Linked DNA regions of Sus scrofa: regions 2 and 3 are each linked to region 1. A link is a contact called in public HiChIP or PLAC-seq data. All regions are on one chromosome and are shown on one strand. The core of a region is the stretch at or near the end of the contact, and the rest is flanking DNA. Distances in the headings are between cores, read along the strand shown. Region 1 has its middle 53 kb from the start of SNX19. Region 2 has its middle 39 kb from the start of ADAMTS8. Region 3 has its middle 28 kb from the start of ADAMTS15.

Region 1 (4,979 bases), core at 835-3,334:
TCCTAGAATAAAAAGCCCCTCTCCTCCCTTCCCTGGTTAAGCCTGCTGAAACCGCATTGGTTAAGGATGCCATGCAGCTTTGAGGAATAAGCCACGCCCCCAGGTTTCCATGGCATCCCAGGACCTCCTCAAACCCAGTGAGCCTTCAGCGTTGATAATCAGGGCCCACACTTGGGTTTTTCATTCCCTACAGTCTTTTCCATCAGCTCTCCCACTTAATCTTTTCATCATTCCTCTGAGGAATGTAATACTTTACCCATGTATAGGAGCTTATAAACTCCAAGTATTTCATATCCAATATTTTATTTAGATCCTTATAATCACTTTTAAAGGTAATTTGGGAAGTTATTAGTGTCCTCATTTTACTGAAAAAGAAACAAATATGGAGAGTCTGTCTTCTGCTTGTGATCCCTCGCCTCGTTTGTTTCAAGAGGCAACAGCACAGGGATTAAGAGTTACCGTTCTGGCTCACCGGTAACAAACCTGACTAGTATCCGTGAGGACGCGGGTTCCATCCCTGGCCTCACTCAGTGGGTTAAGGATCCAGTGCTGCCGTGAGCTGTGATGTAGGTCACAGATGCAGTTCAGATCCCGTGTTGCTGTGGCTACCGCTCCAATGTGACCCAGCCTGAGAACTTCCACAGGCTGTGGGTACGGCCATAAAGAGACAGAAAAAGAGAAGGAAGGAAGGAAGGAGGGAACGAGGAAGGTCGGACAACAGACAACCAGGTGTGAATCCCAACTTCACCACTGATTAGCTCCGTGTCCTTCCATAAGTGACTTAAAATCTCTGTGCATGAGTTCTCATTCATTAAGTGGGAATAATAATGGTACTGTCCTCAGAATGGGGGAGGGGCTGAGTTACTATATTTAGGACCCTTTGAATAAGCTGCAGCACACAGTTCCTAATAAATGTTTGTCATTGTCACTGGGGAGCCCAAGACCAGGCCTTCCACCCTCCAGCTCAGGGACGTTTCTGCTGCCCCCCGCGGCATCCTCCTCCACATGCAGACTGGACATACGGCGGCCATCCATGTTTCAGTGAAAACTCATCCCAGAGTGCACATCCCCTGGAACTCCAGTTGGTCCTTTCGCCATTAATTCAAGCTGCTTTTCATTGCTCTAAAGCTTTAAAAATGTATAAACCACACACTTTGACCCAGCATCACTGCCAGCCTAAGGGCAGGTGCTCCCACCCTCCTCGGAAAAAGCCCTTCTACTTCAATCTTCAGCCATAAGAAGCCTTAGGTGCCTCGTTGATATGGGGATGCTCGTCACCACCTCCAGGCCTTGCCTTAGGTGGACTGTCCACTGGAACAGTCTCTCTTTTCCTTCCTCATGTCATTGTCATCCGTGCCAGACCAGTCGGTCCTGGACCATTTGTTTCTAGCCCTCTGAGTACTTGTCTTGTCTTTTGCACTTTTCTTACCTACTTTTTGCAAGTCCAGCCTGTGGTGTGTGGGGGCTTGCACTCTCCATGGCACACGGCAAAATGCTCAGGACCCAGTGGGTCCCTAAATAGTGCTCAATCAGAACTGACCAACAGTTTGGGGAACTGCCTCTCTGAGCAGCTGACAGTCACCCCTACCCCTTAGTTGCACGTTCAAGTGTCAGGGGACGTACCCAGATGGCATTCAACAGCACAGTGCCTAAAAAGGGGGGGACCTTTAGGAGCTGTCCCTGGGGAGGGGGGCGGAAGGGAAGAGACCTCTCCCCGTGCTCAGAGCAAGTCGCGCCACGGAGCCCCACAACCCGCCTGCACGCATTGGGGCTCGGGAAACACAGGCCCATCAGCAGCTTGAGGAGCACCCGAACCAGGCGGGACCTTGTTCTTTGGTTAAAAACAAGTGAAGGTCATCTGCCCCCGGGCCACTTGGCACCGTGGTACCGTGACAGAAGGGGTTCCACTTAAAGGGCAGCGCAAATCCAGGGCATTAAAATAACCCGAATGGTGTCGTTTTCTGATCAAATGCCTTTCCCTCTCGGGTTTGTGATTTTTGAGCCTGAGAATGTCTCCCCACAGCTCAGGTTTCCCCACTGCCACCCTGGTCTCAGGCCTGGAATGTGCGTACTGGCCATCGAGGTCTGATGTGACTATGTCACTGTCCTGAAATGGAGAGACATTATCTCATGGCCGGTGGCAGCGGACAGGCACCAGCGTGCTGCTGGCAGGCACGGCTCGAACGCGGGACGGTCCCAGGAGTGTCCCCTATCCCAGCTCTCAGTGACAGATGGCCTGAGGGCCCAGGCTCTGAGCTGCGCCTGGTACCCTGGGGTCCTGCAAATTTTCCCACCTGGGAGAAGCCCAGGGAAGCCTAGACCAAGACGGGAACCGGCTCACTCTTGGACCATCATGTTGGTTTGCAGAAAGGCCACCCCTGGTCAGGACGCCCTTGCGTATCTGGAAGGCTTGGTCAGCATGCAGAGCGCAGCCGTGCACAGGACAAGAGACCTGCACCCAAGGCCAGGCTGACCTCCGTCCTTCCTTAGCTGGGCCCCTGGGCAAGGGCTTCACCCACAGGGCACATGGGCCTGGTGGCCTGTGAGGCCACCATCCCTTCCAGCTCTTGGAGAGGACGAGGCCTCAGGGAACCACCAACCTCCCATGTGCCAGACATGCAGGAGGGCCTGGTCCCTTGGTCAGGATGCTCTTCTGGGCTGAAGAGCAGCCCCTTCTCATGCAGCCTGGGGAGGAGGGCCGGGCGGGCCCTTTCCTCCTGCATCTGCCTGATGCTCACGCACTTCCTGGGCTCTACTATGAGACACTGCTGTGGCTGCTGGGCCAGTTCCCAAATAGGTCTTGCCCACTCAAGCTTCTCCACTGAAAGTGCCTCTTTGCGGCTCTCCCTTTCTTTACAGTCCAGAAGCTGTTCCTCTACTGGGCGAGGTGTCAGAGCAACCACCTCCAGGCCCTGGAGCACCACGAAGCTGCACGGCAGCACAGATCCCACACACAGCTCCCACCACTGGCCTTTATGGCCACACGTTAGCAGGAGCGCGCCTTCTAGGCCCTTCCATGCAGAGACTGTATTTTGTCTCTCAGTGCCCCCACTGCCTGGCAACATGCTCACAGCACTGATGTCCCATCACACTTGGCATCAAACCCTGAGAGGGGATCCAGCGACACAGCCGCATTTCCTGACCCGCGGCCTCCTGACCTTCCTCCCAGACCCAGCTCGCTGGGATCAGACCCTGCCTGGCATGTCTGCTCTGGATGTCCAGGGCTCACCCCCTCGTCCACGGTCTCCCACCAAATGCCACCTTCACAGAGAGGACTTTCCCAACCACGCTTTCTAAAACAGCTTTCCTCATTCCCCAGCCCTCAAGCTGTTTCATTTCTCTTCATGGTACTTAACGCTGGTGGACTGTTGTTACATTTTATCACACTATAGTGTATTACAGATACTGCACATTTTCAGATTTTGGTCATGTGTGACTGACCCCATAAGATGGCCAGCTCCAGAGGGGCCAGGACTGGCTGTATTCCCAGCTTGTCCCCGCAGCAGTGTCGGCAATGCCGGAGGCACGCACTGTTTACTGAATTAATGTGGAGGAAAATGCACGCCAAGGTGAACTCTTCCTTGCAAAGGCAAGACCGTGATGGCTGATCATGTGACAGGCAGGAGATGATATAGGACTTTCTTTTAAAGAACCAATGAGAAGTTCCCTTCGTGGCTCAGTGGTTATTGAACCCGCCTAAGTTCCATGAGGTTGCGGGTTCAATCCCTGGCCTCTCTCAGTGGGTTAAGGATCCGGCGTTGCCGTGAGCTGTGGTGTAGGCTGGCAGCTGCAGCTCTGATTTGACCCTTAACCTGGGAACTTGCATATGCCACGGGGGTGGCCCTAAAAAGCAAAAAAATAAAAATGAAAGAACCAATGAGCATCAGAACTGCAAATGTCCTTGAAAGTTGGTCAACTCCCAGTTGTACAGAGTGGGAAGCAGCCCCAGAGGGGGAAGTGAGCAAATGCTTGTGAAGGTAACGTCTTTGACCTCTAAGAGTTAACCATCCTAGAACAAAGTCTGCTGTGACTGCTAAACTGCACAGATTTGGAGCTATCAATCTTCCGCTGGTTTTGCCTTCAAATCATTTTTATTAGAAAGAAATGAAACAAACAACAGAACAAGGCCAGCAGCATAAAATTTCACCTTCTCATGCCTCCAGGTGTTTGGAGAGACATGACAGCAAAGCAAACTTCTCTACTGATTTTGCCCAGTGTCCCTACTGTAGCCTAGACCTGGCTCAAATACTGGGGCATTGTTTCCACATTCTTCCTAGCCTTTGTGTGTTAGGCAGGACCCTGCACGACTGCTTGCATTTGGAACAGAGGAGATCCAAGCATATGCCCAAAACAAAGCTACACCTGGGGCTCCGGGCCTCTGATTGCCCTTCTCCCCCGTCCCCTGGGGATGCTGACTGTGGCCCCCATAGGTGGACAGGACCTGCTCCGTGCTGTGGGTGAGGGTTTAGTTGCGCTGTGGGTGTGATTCTCATCAGCCACTCTGGATGTGTCTTTTTGAAAAATTCTCCAGAAGATTCTGAGAAGGTCCCAGCCAGTCAAAAGCCTTCTCTCTCAGCTGGTTCTCGAGGGGGGGCTGCCCCCTTGCTCTCCTTGTAAGATTGTGTTTGACAGCAATGCAAACCAACAGTTCAACAGCAATCATTTCTTGGCAGGACAGATTGGCACGAGATGTCCCCAAACAAAACAAGCCTTTCAGGGAAGGACATTGCAAGCTGGGCTTGCGTTCCCAGGCCTCCAAGATACTTCTATAGCTGAGCCCCAGCCAGAGCCATCAGTGGTTGGTCGTCAATAATCCAACATCGTGGAGGGGAGACTCAGGGCGGGGACTGTTCCAGAACAGCTCAAACAAGGGTAACTGGAAATGCCGGACCTCCTGCTGGGGAAAGGCTGTCTACATTCAACGTGCTCTTTCCAGTGGCCTTCTCAGTGACTTTAGTCCAGAAAGAGGTCATCCTAGC
Region 2 (4,979 bases), core at 1,477-3,976, 430 kb after region 1:
AAGATGGCTTATCTAGAAGTTGCTCAAGATTTTTATTTATTTATTTATTTATTTATTGTTTTTGTCTTTTGTCTTTTTAGGGCTGCACCCTCGGCATATGGAGGTTCCCAGGCTAGGGGTCTAATCGGAGCTGTAGCCGCCAGCCTATGCCACAGCCACAGCAACATGGGATCCAAGCCACGTCTGCAGCCTACACCAGAGCTCACGGCAACACCGAATCCTAAACCCACCAAGCGAGGCCAGGGATCGAACCCGTGTCCTTGGATACTAGTCGGGTTCATTAACCACTGAGCCATGACAGGAACTCTGAAGATTTATAGACCCTGCCTTCTACATGGGACCATAAAGCACTGAGAACAATTTTTGAGCAACTGTGAATTAGGAACCACTCCCCTACCCACCCTGTTCAAGACACTTTACTGCCATCTGCTACAAATTTGTCATAAAACCCATCCAAATATGCTATGAGCAGAGGGGAGGCGCTGACCCCAGAGCTGTGCAATGAACAGCCTTAAGTGTCCTTAGACATGAGAGTTGAACATATCCAGTCAGTGTTTTTCCTTCAAGGTGGTCATCACAGTGATACATGGATTTTGGAGTCTGACAAGCCTGAGTTCAAATCCAGGTTAACCATTTTAACCTTTAGTTTCCATACTTTTAAAATGGAGCTAATTAAATCGTTCTTCATCAGGTTGCTTTTAGGATTAAATGAGATTTTGAATAGCAAGTATTTAATGACTCACAATAAATGTTCAGCCAGTGAAAGCTATCCTTATTACAGTAATGCTTCTATAATTTAATACATTTCTGAAAGTTCTTTGGAATTACCCTCAAAACCCTTTTATAGACACATGTGAAAATCATGGTTTTTTTTCTAATTTTGTGTATTCCTCATTTTGTGCTAAGATATTATCATGTTTGAGTCTCCATTTTATTAATCAGATTTATCTAAAAATTATGGTTAGAGGTTCACAAAAGTCAAAAACACCGTTTAAAGAAAAAGTTTTGCACTATTGCTGACTATACATTTCAGGTACTTATGGAATTCCAAAGGCATTGTTCAATACCCAAATGTTGCATAAAAAGCATTTACATCTTACACAAACATCCCAGAAGCATTCTCCACAACGTCAAGAAAAAGGTTAGAACCACTGTTCCTAGCTTAATTCAAACCATCAAGCACTAATTGAATAAAAATATGAAGGCTATTAGGGAATGGCAACTATAAAATCAGGTCTTCTGAGTCCATAGCATAGAATCCCAAGAAACCTAAAACGGTGGAAGCAAACCAACCTGGAAGCTGACTTAAGCTGACATTCTAGATGGCTCCAGAGCACTTCAGTCTCTGAGCTCCCTTCTAGACCTGAAAATAGCTTTAATTATTACCTCATATTCCAATTTCTCACTGCTTAGCCAAGAATGTCCTCAAAAGGTCACTAGATTCACTCACAGATACTGCCAAAGCTCTGCTTTTTCAAGAGTGGATTATTATCCATTCAGTCAATACGCACTTCCTGGCTCCTCTTATACATAGCACTTAGCACTGTAGGAGTTACAAGGAGTATAATGCATGACTCTTGACCTCATAGGATTTCCATTCTAAAGGAGACTAGAATCTAGAATTTCAATGTGAAAAATATCAAGTCTAATCATTATATAAGATAACCAGGAATCTATCTTAAGTAACGTAATGACTCATCGAGTATGTAGTAAAAACAATGCATGCTATGGAGAGAAAGATACCCGTGGGTGGGAGTGGTTGTGGAGGCCCTGGAATGAAACTCAGCCTTAGTGGATAAAAAGGCTCTCAACAGACAGAGAGAAGGGGAACTATTCCAGGGGAGGGGACCACTACAATAACGGCATAGTGGTATAAGCGGCCTAGGAAAACAGAAAATGGACCAAAACTCTTAACTAGAGGCTAAAGTAAGGATGCAGTGTTTACAGACTGAGAAAGGTAATTTAGGACCAGACCGTAAAGAATCTGAATGGTAGGAATTTGGCGCTCCCGCTGTGGCACAGTGGGTTAAGAATCTGACTGCAGCAGCTTGGGTCACTCAGAAGGCGTGGGTTTGATCTCCTCAGGTTCCAGCATTGCTGCAGCTGCTGCAGAGACCAAAGCTGTGGTCTATATTCAATCCCTGGTCCAGGAACTTCCATGTGTCATGGGTAGAGCCATTTAAAAAAAAAGAAAAGAAAAGAAAAGAAAAGAATCAACGGAATGGTTGGAATTCGTACTTAATCCTATTGAGTCTAGGATGTGACACTCTCCTGTGGTATACTGTAGAAAGGGGTGAGAGATATGGAAATGCTGAACTTTCAGTGGGCCCTTTTGACATTAGCTCCACAATCAAAGAGATTCACAGGTGAGTGGATCTAATTATACCTTTTTAAAAATGGGGGGATTAACTGAACATTTTAGTCTTCCGTGGTCACCCTGGCCTCTGACTGAGGGTCACCAGTAATGGGCAGCTAAAGGAGGAAAAGCCAAAGAAACTCAGAGCTGCTGGAGGCTGGAAAGAAATTGTTCCCTGCAGTGAAATCTGCCCCATCTATGCCAGGGATAAAGCAGCAGGATTAGGTGGTTTGCTGGGCCCCACGGCATGGTCTGTGGTGCTGTCAGCAGTCTTTCATCAAAACATGATGGTGCAGCACCCAGTGGTGGCTGGCTTATGTACTGGATATGAAATGCAGGCTTACATGTCCCTCTATTTTTACATGCACCCAGGCCTGCTGGATGACTGCCATTCCATTCAAGGGAGGTAAAATAAAACCCTCTCGTGTAGCACGCTGAGACACACACCACGAATTCCTGGAAGCAGCAGGCAAGAAAGGGTTTGACCTCCAACCACAAAAAGGAATCCAGTAGGGGAAACCGCACAGTGGCCTCACAGACCACAGAGAGAAATCCATTCTCAGAGTGTGGAAAGCTGGTCTTGGCAAAAGCAGTAGGTGGGATTTTGAACAAATCACACCAGTTTGGAGTAAGGGAAGCCAAGATGAAGGACATCGAGGTCACACCTGTCCCATTCGCATCAGCTCCATTGTCAAATTCCAGTCCTGTAGAAATCCTTGCACTGGGAGTCCACGCCCCAAGCATATCCTACAGCAGAGACGAAGCCAGTTTTAACCAGAGGGGAAGCAGACCGAAAAGTCAACATGGGAGTTCCCATCATGGCTCAGTGGTTAATGAATCTGACTAGGAACCATGAGGTTCGGGTTCGATCCCTGGTCTCCTTCAGTGGGTTAAGGATCTGGCGTTGCTGTGAGCTGTGGTGTAGGTCACAGATGCTGCTTGGATCCTGCATTGCTGCATCTCTGGCACAGGCCGGTGGCTATAGGATTAGACCCCTAGCCTGGGAACCTCCATATGGTGCTGATGCGGCCCTAAAAAAGGCAAAAAGACAAAAAAAAAAAAAAAAAAAAAGTCAACATGGTTGGTTGTATGGGAAATGGCTAAAAAGAATTTGAAGGCTCTTGGAGATACAACTAGTAGACAGCATATCCTGACAAAATCCACTGCTCATGGACCTTCAGTTCCAAACCACTAGCTCCCATTCCTCTCAGGTTCCCCACCCTTGAACATTTATAGACAGGCCCATATTTTCTTTCATTGGCCACCGCCTTCCCAATGCTTTCCCAGGTTCCTAGGATTGAATGCTGCCTATTCTGAATTTGTGCTAATCTCACGGCACTTTTCACATGTTTTATCTCTCTCTCTTTTTTTTTTTTTTTTTTGTCTTTTTGTCTTTTTAGGGCCACACCCATGGCATATGGAGGTTCCCAGGTTTGGGATCTACTCAGAGCTATAGCTGCCGGCCTATGCCACAGCCACAGCAACGCCAGATCTGAGCCCGTCTGCAACCTACACCACAGCTCACGGCAACGCCGGATCCTTAACCCAGTGAACGAGACCAGGGATCGAACCCAAAACCTCATGGTTCCTAGCTGAATTCATTAACCACTGATCCATGACAGGAACTCCTCGTTTTATCTAATTATTTACATACACAACTTTTCCGTACTAGTTTGTAAACTCTTGTGGGTGAGATATAATCCCCATACTAGCTCACATCACCTTAAACATCAGAGATATTATTATTATTGAAAATACATTCAAATATATTTTTATATAGCTGGAAAACTATAGATCATCCAGAAAAAAAAAAATGGAAACGGTAAAAGATTTATGAGTGGGAGACCAACTAGGAGACAACTGCCATAGCTCAAGTGACAGGGAATTCCCTGGTAGCCTAGTGGTCAAGGATCCGGCATTGTCAGTGCTATGGCTTGGGTTCGATCCCTAGCCTGGGAACTTCCATATGCCATGGGTGCAGGCAAAAAAACAAAACAAAGCAACAACCACCAAAAAAACAAAAACAAAAACACATAGTTCAAGGGACAGTTAGTGAACATCTGAACTCAAAGGAGTAGCAGTGGGAGGAGAAGGAGACATGAGGACATGAGGCCTCAACACATCTTTTTGCCTCCTTCATTGACTTTTAGGGCAACATGTCACACTTAAGCAAAACACATATGTCCTCCAAGATAAAGATCACAGTCAAAGAGTATCGCTGTTTGTCCAAACTCTGACTTGCTCTGAACAGATAATTGGGTATTAAAACCAACACTGTTCACAGAAAAAAGTAGAGGGACAGTCAGGTTTGGGGAAGTGACCCCCAACCTTGAGGAAAAGAAGCAGATGTGAGGATTCTTCGCTCCAGCCTCCCTCACTTCCGCCCCTTCTTCCCATCCCCACAGTCACCCTTTCCAGGGCCAGTGCTCACATCCCTTTCTCTCTCTCACCCCCGAGTTAAACACTCACTAACTCTCCCTTGAACTGTGGCCGTTATGTTCTTTTTTTTTTTTTTTTTGTCTTTGGGCCGCTCCCGCGGCATATGGAGGTTCCCAGGCTAGGGGTCGAATTGGAGCTGTAGCCACTGGCCTACGCCAGAGCCACAGCAACGCAGGATCCGAGC
Region 3 (4,979 bases), core at 963-3,462, 350 kb after region 1:
TTCCCTGTGCCATACAGAAGGATCTCATTGCTCATCCACTCCAAAGGCAACTGTTTACGTCTAATGACTCATTGTTCTTTTCTGCTCTTTTGCCTCAAAGTAGCTCAAACTTCTCTGAGGTTTCTGGGGCATCTCTGAACTCCAGGTTCCTGGGGTGACAAGGTGCCAGCCCTTACGACCTCAGAAGCTCCCGTGGAAAACATACCAAGAAAGCAGTCAAGTGCATAGGTTTTCTGCTAGGAGAGGTTTCAGGCAGACCTCTTTTCATTGCACTTTGCTTTCTTATGCTTCACAGATACTGCATTTTTGTAATTTGAAGATTTGTGGTAATTCTGCATTAAGCACTCCTGGCACCACCTTTCCAATAGCATTTGCTCACTTCCCGTCTCTCTATCACATTTTGATCATTCTCATAACATTTCAAACTTTTATCATTTTTATTATAGTATCTGGCATGGCGATCTGTGATCAGTGATCTTTGATATTACTATTCCAAAAAGATTATGTGTTGCTGAAGGCTCACATAATGGTAAGCATTTTTAGCAATAAATGATTTTTTTAATTAAGGTATGTGTGTTTCTTCAATGTAATACTATTACACACTTAATAGACTACAGAATAGTGTAACAAAATTTTTCTATGCACTGGAACACCAAAAAATTAGTGCAACTCAGTTTATTGAAATCTTTGCACTATTTCCCGGGTCTGCCTTATAGGAATCGGGGCACATTTGTGTTCAGAAGTCCTTTAGAAGCTACCAAACATTGCCTCAGGAACATACTCTCAGTCATTTCAGGAAACCTGTCAGGCAGAAGAAAGGAACAGGCCATTGTCTCCCTGCCTTACCTAGAGGCTAACCAGGCCTCCTAAAGCACAGCAGAGCCGAGCAGAGCCTCATTCTGGAAGGGAGCAAACTTGGGCTTGAATCCTGGCTCTGCCACTCACCAGGGTAATTGACAAGTCACTCCACATTCTGAAAGCCCGCTTTCAGCATCTGGAAGACTGGATTGATCAGCCTTCGGAGGGCGGCCGTGAAGACCAAGTGGGATGGTGTTTGTAGGTTAAACGGTGCCTGCAGGGATCAGGGTCCTCACAGCTCCAAAGAAGACCAGCTCCATCATCCTTCTTGCTCTGATGGGTTCCCAGGAAGCTTCCATCTTGGAAACACTCCTTGAAGGTTGACTGGCCCTGAGTCCCGCACGAGGTGTGTGTGCACCTGCTCTCTGGGCCACATCCACTCACTCTGCAGACCCAGGCCCAGGAGGGTCCCTAAAGAGGTCATGCCCACCCCACCCCCCGCAAATACATCTCATTAGGCCTCTCAAGGCCTCTTTCCTCAAAGCCCTCACCACTCCCACCCCCACCACATCCGGGGTCTCTGCTGGATGACCTCTGGGGAAGATGGAGGGTCCTCCTTGTTGAACTAAATCCCAGCCCTTGGGGTCAGAAGCTCCAGAGAGAGGTGGCCTAAACCCCTGCATATTCTGCCTAGGACTGGGTCCTGGCTGGGGACAGGGGAGAGGGGAGAGGAGAAGGGGACTTTTTGTCACAGCTCAAGGGGTGCAGTTGAAACCTCATCAACCTCCAAGCCTTTGCCAGTATGACATTATTTTCACCATTTTCCCAAATCCCACTTTTCCTGAGACTCTCTTCTCCCATCCTCTCCATCTATCTTGCCTTTTCTGCCAGGGTTGCTCTCCTTCAAAAACAAATAGTTCTGCCTCTGCCCTGGAATGCCTCTGGAAGCCAGGAACTGTTATCTCCCTGGACAACACTCCAGCCAGTGCTTGGAGTGTGATTTACATTATTGACCATAAGTCACAGAAGGAGAAACCTCCACTGAGCAGAGTGGCAGGGCCATGCTGGATAGGCAGCCAGGAGCAGCTCAGGGGGTCTCCTCCAGAGGGGCCCCCACGATGGGGGCAGGGAGGGTCCCCTTCCAGGAGCAACAAGGGGTCTCCCCACCCCAGGTCCCCACAATGGGGCTGGGGAGGGATCTCCTCCCCCAGGACCCCAGGATGGTACAGTGAAGAGGCCACTGCACCCCGTTCCTGGCTGTGTGGGCTGGTGTGTGATTGTGGCAGCCAGGAGCTTGAAAGGAGACGCTGGGTTCTTCTGGGATTTGTTGCTAGGATTGCAGGCTTCAGGCCTGACTCACCCAGCAGGGCTGGGTGCAAGCCAAGGGGCCACAGAAAGACTCTGGGGTCATACACGCGGCCGTTGGCTATGCCAGCTCAGCCTGCTGGGGACCAGCCAGGGCTTGCTGGGCAGGGGGAGTTGTGGCCCAGGGAGTCAAGACCTTTATGCAATTACAGAGGCTTTTTCTTTACTGGAGCAAGAAGACATTCCTCTTCAGAGAACGGATTACAAAGCAAATTGTTCCTGCCCCTCTTCAAAGGCCAGCGAGGTCAGGAAACTGCACTGTCCCTCTCCAAAAAGTTTAAAAATGCAGGCAGGTTTGTCTGCTTTAGACATTTTGGTGTAAGTTGCTGCCCCTGTTTGCTTACCTGGGGCTCTCCTGAACCCCCAACCTGGCTGCAGGGTAGAACCCAGGCTTCTCATCATCTTTTACTTGCTGCAACACAGTAAGAAATATATACTGGTCTCTGTCCCCTGCTTCCTGACTCAGAACTCTTGTAATTTCTTGAATGATAGGGATACTGGGAGCATCTTTTGCTTTAATATTTGATGCTGGTTCCTGATACCTAGCTCCTTTCCGATCCCTTGAAGTTTCCTTAACTAATGAGATGGAGTGGGAGTTTGGAGTTAGTAAATGCAAACTATTACTTTTGGGGGGGGGTGGGGGGGCACACCTGTGGCATATGGAGGTTCCCAGGCTAGGGGTTCAATTGGAACTACAGGTTCCAGCCTACACCACAGCCACAGCAACACCAGATCCAAGTTGTATCTGCAACCTACGTCGCAGCTCATGACAACACTGGATCCTTAAACCACTGACCAAGGCCAGTGGATACTAGTCGGGTTCATGACCTCTGAGCCACAACGGGAACTCCTAAGGTATTACATTTAGAATGGATAAGCAATGAGGTCCTGCTCTATAGCATAGGGAACTATATCCAATCACTTCTGATAGAACTTGATGGAGGATAATGTAAGAAAAAGTATACATGTGTGTGTGTGTGTGTGTGTGTGTGTGTGTGTGTGTATGACCAGGTCACTTTGCTGTACAGCAGAAATTGACAGAACATTGTAAATCAACTATGATTTTTTTTTTCTTTTTAGGGCCACACTCATGGTATGTAGAGGTTCCCAGGGTAGGGGTCAAATCAGAGCTGTAGCTGTTGGCCTACAGCAACTCAGGATCCAAGCCCCTTCTGCGACCTACACCACAGCTCATGGCAACACCGGATCCTTAACCCACTGAGTGAGTCCAGGGATCGAACCTTCATCCTTGTGGATACTAGTCAGGTTCATTAATTGCTGAACCACGACAGGAACTCCAACTATAATTTAAAAAATAAATAAATAAAAAATAAAAACAAACTACAGGGTTGAGAAGCTTCTGGGTTGGTGAATACATCTACATGCTGGAGGGTGACCCAGCCAATTCCACAGAGACAGAAGCTCCCGTGTCCAGGACCCTCCTAGACCTTGCCCTGTGTACCTCTTCATCTGTCTGTTCACCTGTATCATGTCCTTTATGATAAACCAGCAAATATAAGCAAATGTTTCCCTGAGTTTTGTGGGTTCTTCCAGCAAATTTTTAAACCTGGCAGGGAACCATGAGAACGCTCAACCTGGTAGCCAAGTAGGTCAGTTGCGTGGAGACCCTAGGGACCCGTTACTTGTGACCAGTGTCTGAAGTGTCCTCAGTCAGTGGGACTGAGCCCTTAACCTGCGGAGTCTGAGGCTAATTCCAGGTAGCTAGTGTCAGAAATACATTATAGGGAATTCCCGTTGTGGTGCAGCGGAAACGAATCCGACTAGGAACCATGAGGTTACGGGTTGGATCCCTGGCCTTGCTCAGTGGGTTAAGGATCTGGCATGGCCGAGAGTTGTGGTGTAGGTTGCAGACGAGGCTCAGATCCTGCGTGGCTGTGGCTGTGGCTGGCAGCTACAGCTCTGATTCCGACCCCTAGCCTGGGAACCTCCGTATGCAGCAGGTGCAGCCCTGAAAAGACAAAAAAGAAAGAAAGAAAGAAATCATAGGCCATCCAGTTGATACATGGAGAATTGGAAAATTGGTTGGCAAGGGAGGGAAAATCCCATGAATTTGGTGTCAAAAGTTGCAGGTAGAGAAACAGTTTTCCTTTCCCCCCAAACCAACCCATGGGAACTTTTCCTGACAAAGGTTTTACTGGCAATTGCTACAGTGGAAAAGAGGAGGGATAACAAAAATAACAACCCCAGGAATGTGACAATTTTGAGTTTTACAAAGACCTTACAGTTGCTGACTGCCAACTTAGACATCAACCCTAACCTCTTTCAGATCCCATCCAGGCCTCCAACTAGCTCGGAGTGTCAGGCAGGCTCTGGCTACCACCTCCTTCCACCAGAACTTTCCATCAAGTGCCAAAGCTTTGTCTGAGCCCCAACCCTGGACCCCTCTCCAGGAGAAGCCCCTTCATCTCTGAATCCCAAACTGAAATCAAAGAGTCAGCCACTGCAGTTTAAACCATAGCAATGCCCAGAAATCCAGGTTGTAAAAGCTGGAAACACCCTGAAGGACCATGAAATCTACCTTCTCACTCTGCAGATTAGAAAATGGGATTCCAAGGGAGTTTCCGCGTGGCTCAGCAGGAACAAATCTGACTAGCATCCATGAGGATGCAGGTTTGATTCCTGACCTCGCTCAGTGGGTTAAGGATCCAGCATTTGCTGTGAGCTGTGGTGTAGGTTGCAGACGTGGCTTGGATCTTGCATTGCTTTGGCTTCAGCGGCTGCAGCTCTGACTGGACCCCTAGCCTGGGAACATCCATATGAGAGGGTGTGGCCCTAAAAAGAAAACAAAGCGGGGG

Evidence for each region. HiChIP or PLAC-seq counts read pairs in DNA pulled down with a chosen protein or histone mark.
Region 2: a contact with region 1 is called in an H3K27ac HiChIP or PLAC-seq map of skeletal muscle. The contact joins two enhancer-like sites. A contact is called at or near these places in 1 of 47 Hi-C or Micro-C datasets (embryonic fibroblasts) and 1 of 2 datasets of contacts at active chromatin or transcription factors (skeletal muscle).
Region 3: an H3K27ac HiChIP or PLAC-seq map of skeletal muscle shows a contact between it and region 1. The contact joins two enhancer-like sites. A contact is called at or near these places in 1 of 47 Hi-C or Micro-C datasets (epiblast stem cells) and 1 of 2 datasets of contacts at active chromatin or transcription factors (skeletal muscle).

Annotation. Positions count from the first base shown.
Region 1 is chr9:57,502,511-57,507,489 of Sscrofa11.1, reverse strand. No RefSeq gene overlaps it. Among named protein-coding and RNA genes, the nearest start is that of SNX19, 53 kb to the left of the region's middle. Within about 2 kb of position 2,084, at least 1 of the 83 cell types and tissues checked has an H3K27ac peak or open chromatin away from gene starts, as enhancers often do. A contact at or near this core is called in skeletal muscle, where this site is marked.
Region 2 is chr9:57,071,203-57,076,181 of Sscrofa11.1, reverse strand. No RefSeq gene overlaps it. Among named protein-coding and RNA genes, the nearest start is that of ADAMTS8, 39 kb to the left of the region's middle. Within about 2 kb of position 2,726, at least 7 of the 83 cell types and tissues checked have an H3K27ac peak or open chromatin away from gene starts, as enhancers often do. A contact at or near this core is called in skeletal muscle, where this site is marked.
Region 3 is chr9:57,153,149-57,158,127 of Sscrofa11.1, reverse strand. No RefSeq gene overlaps it. Among named protein-coding and RNA genes, the nearest start is that of ADAMTS15, 28 kb to the right of the region's middle. Within about 2 kb of position 2,212, at least 20 of the 83 cell types and tissues checked have an H3K27ac peak or open chromatin away from gene starts, as enhancers often do. A contact at or near this core is called in skeletal muscle, where this site is marked.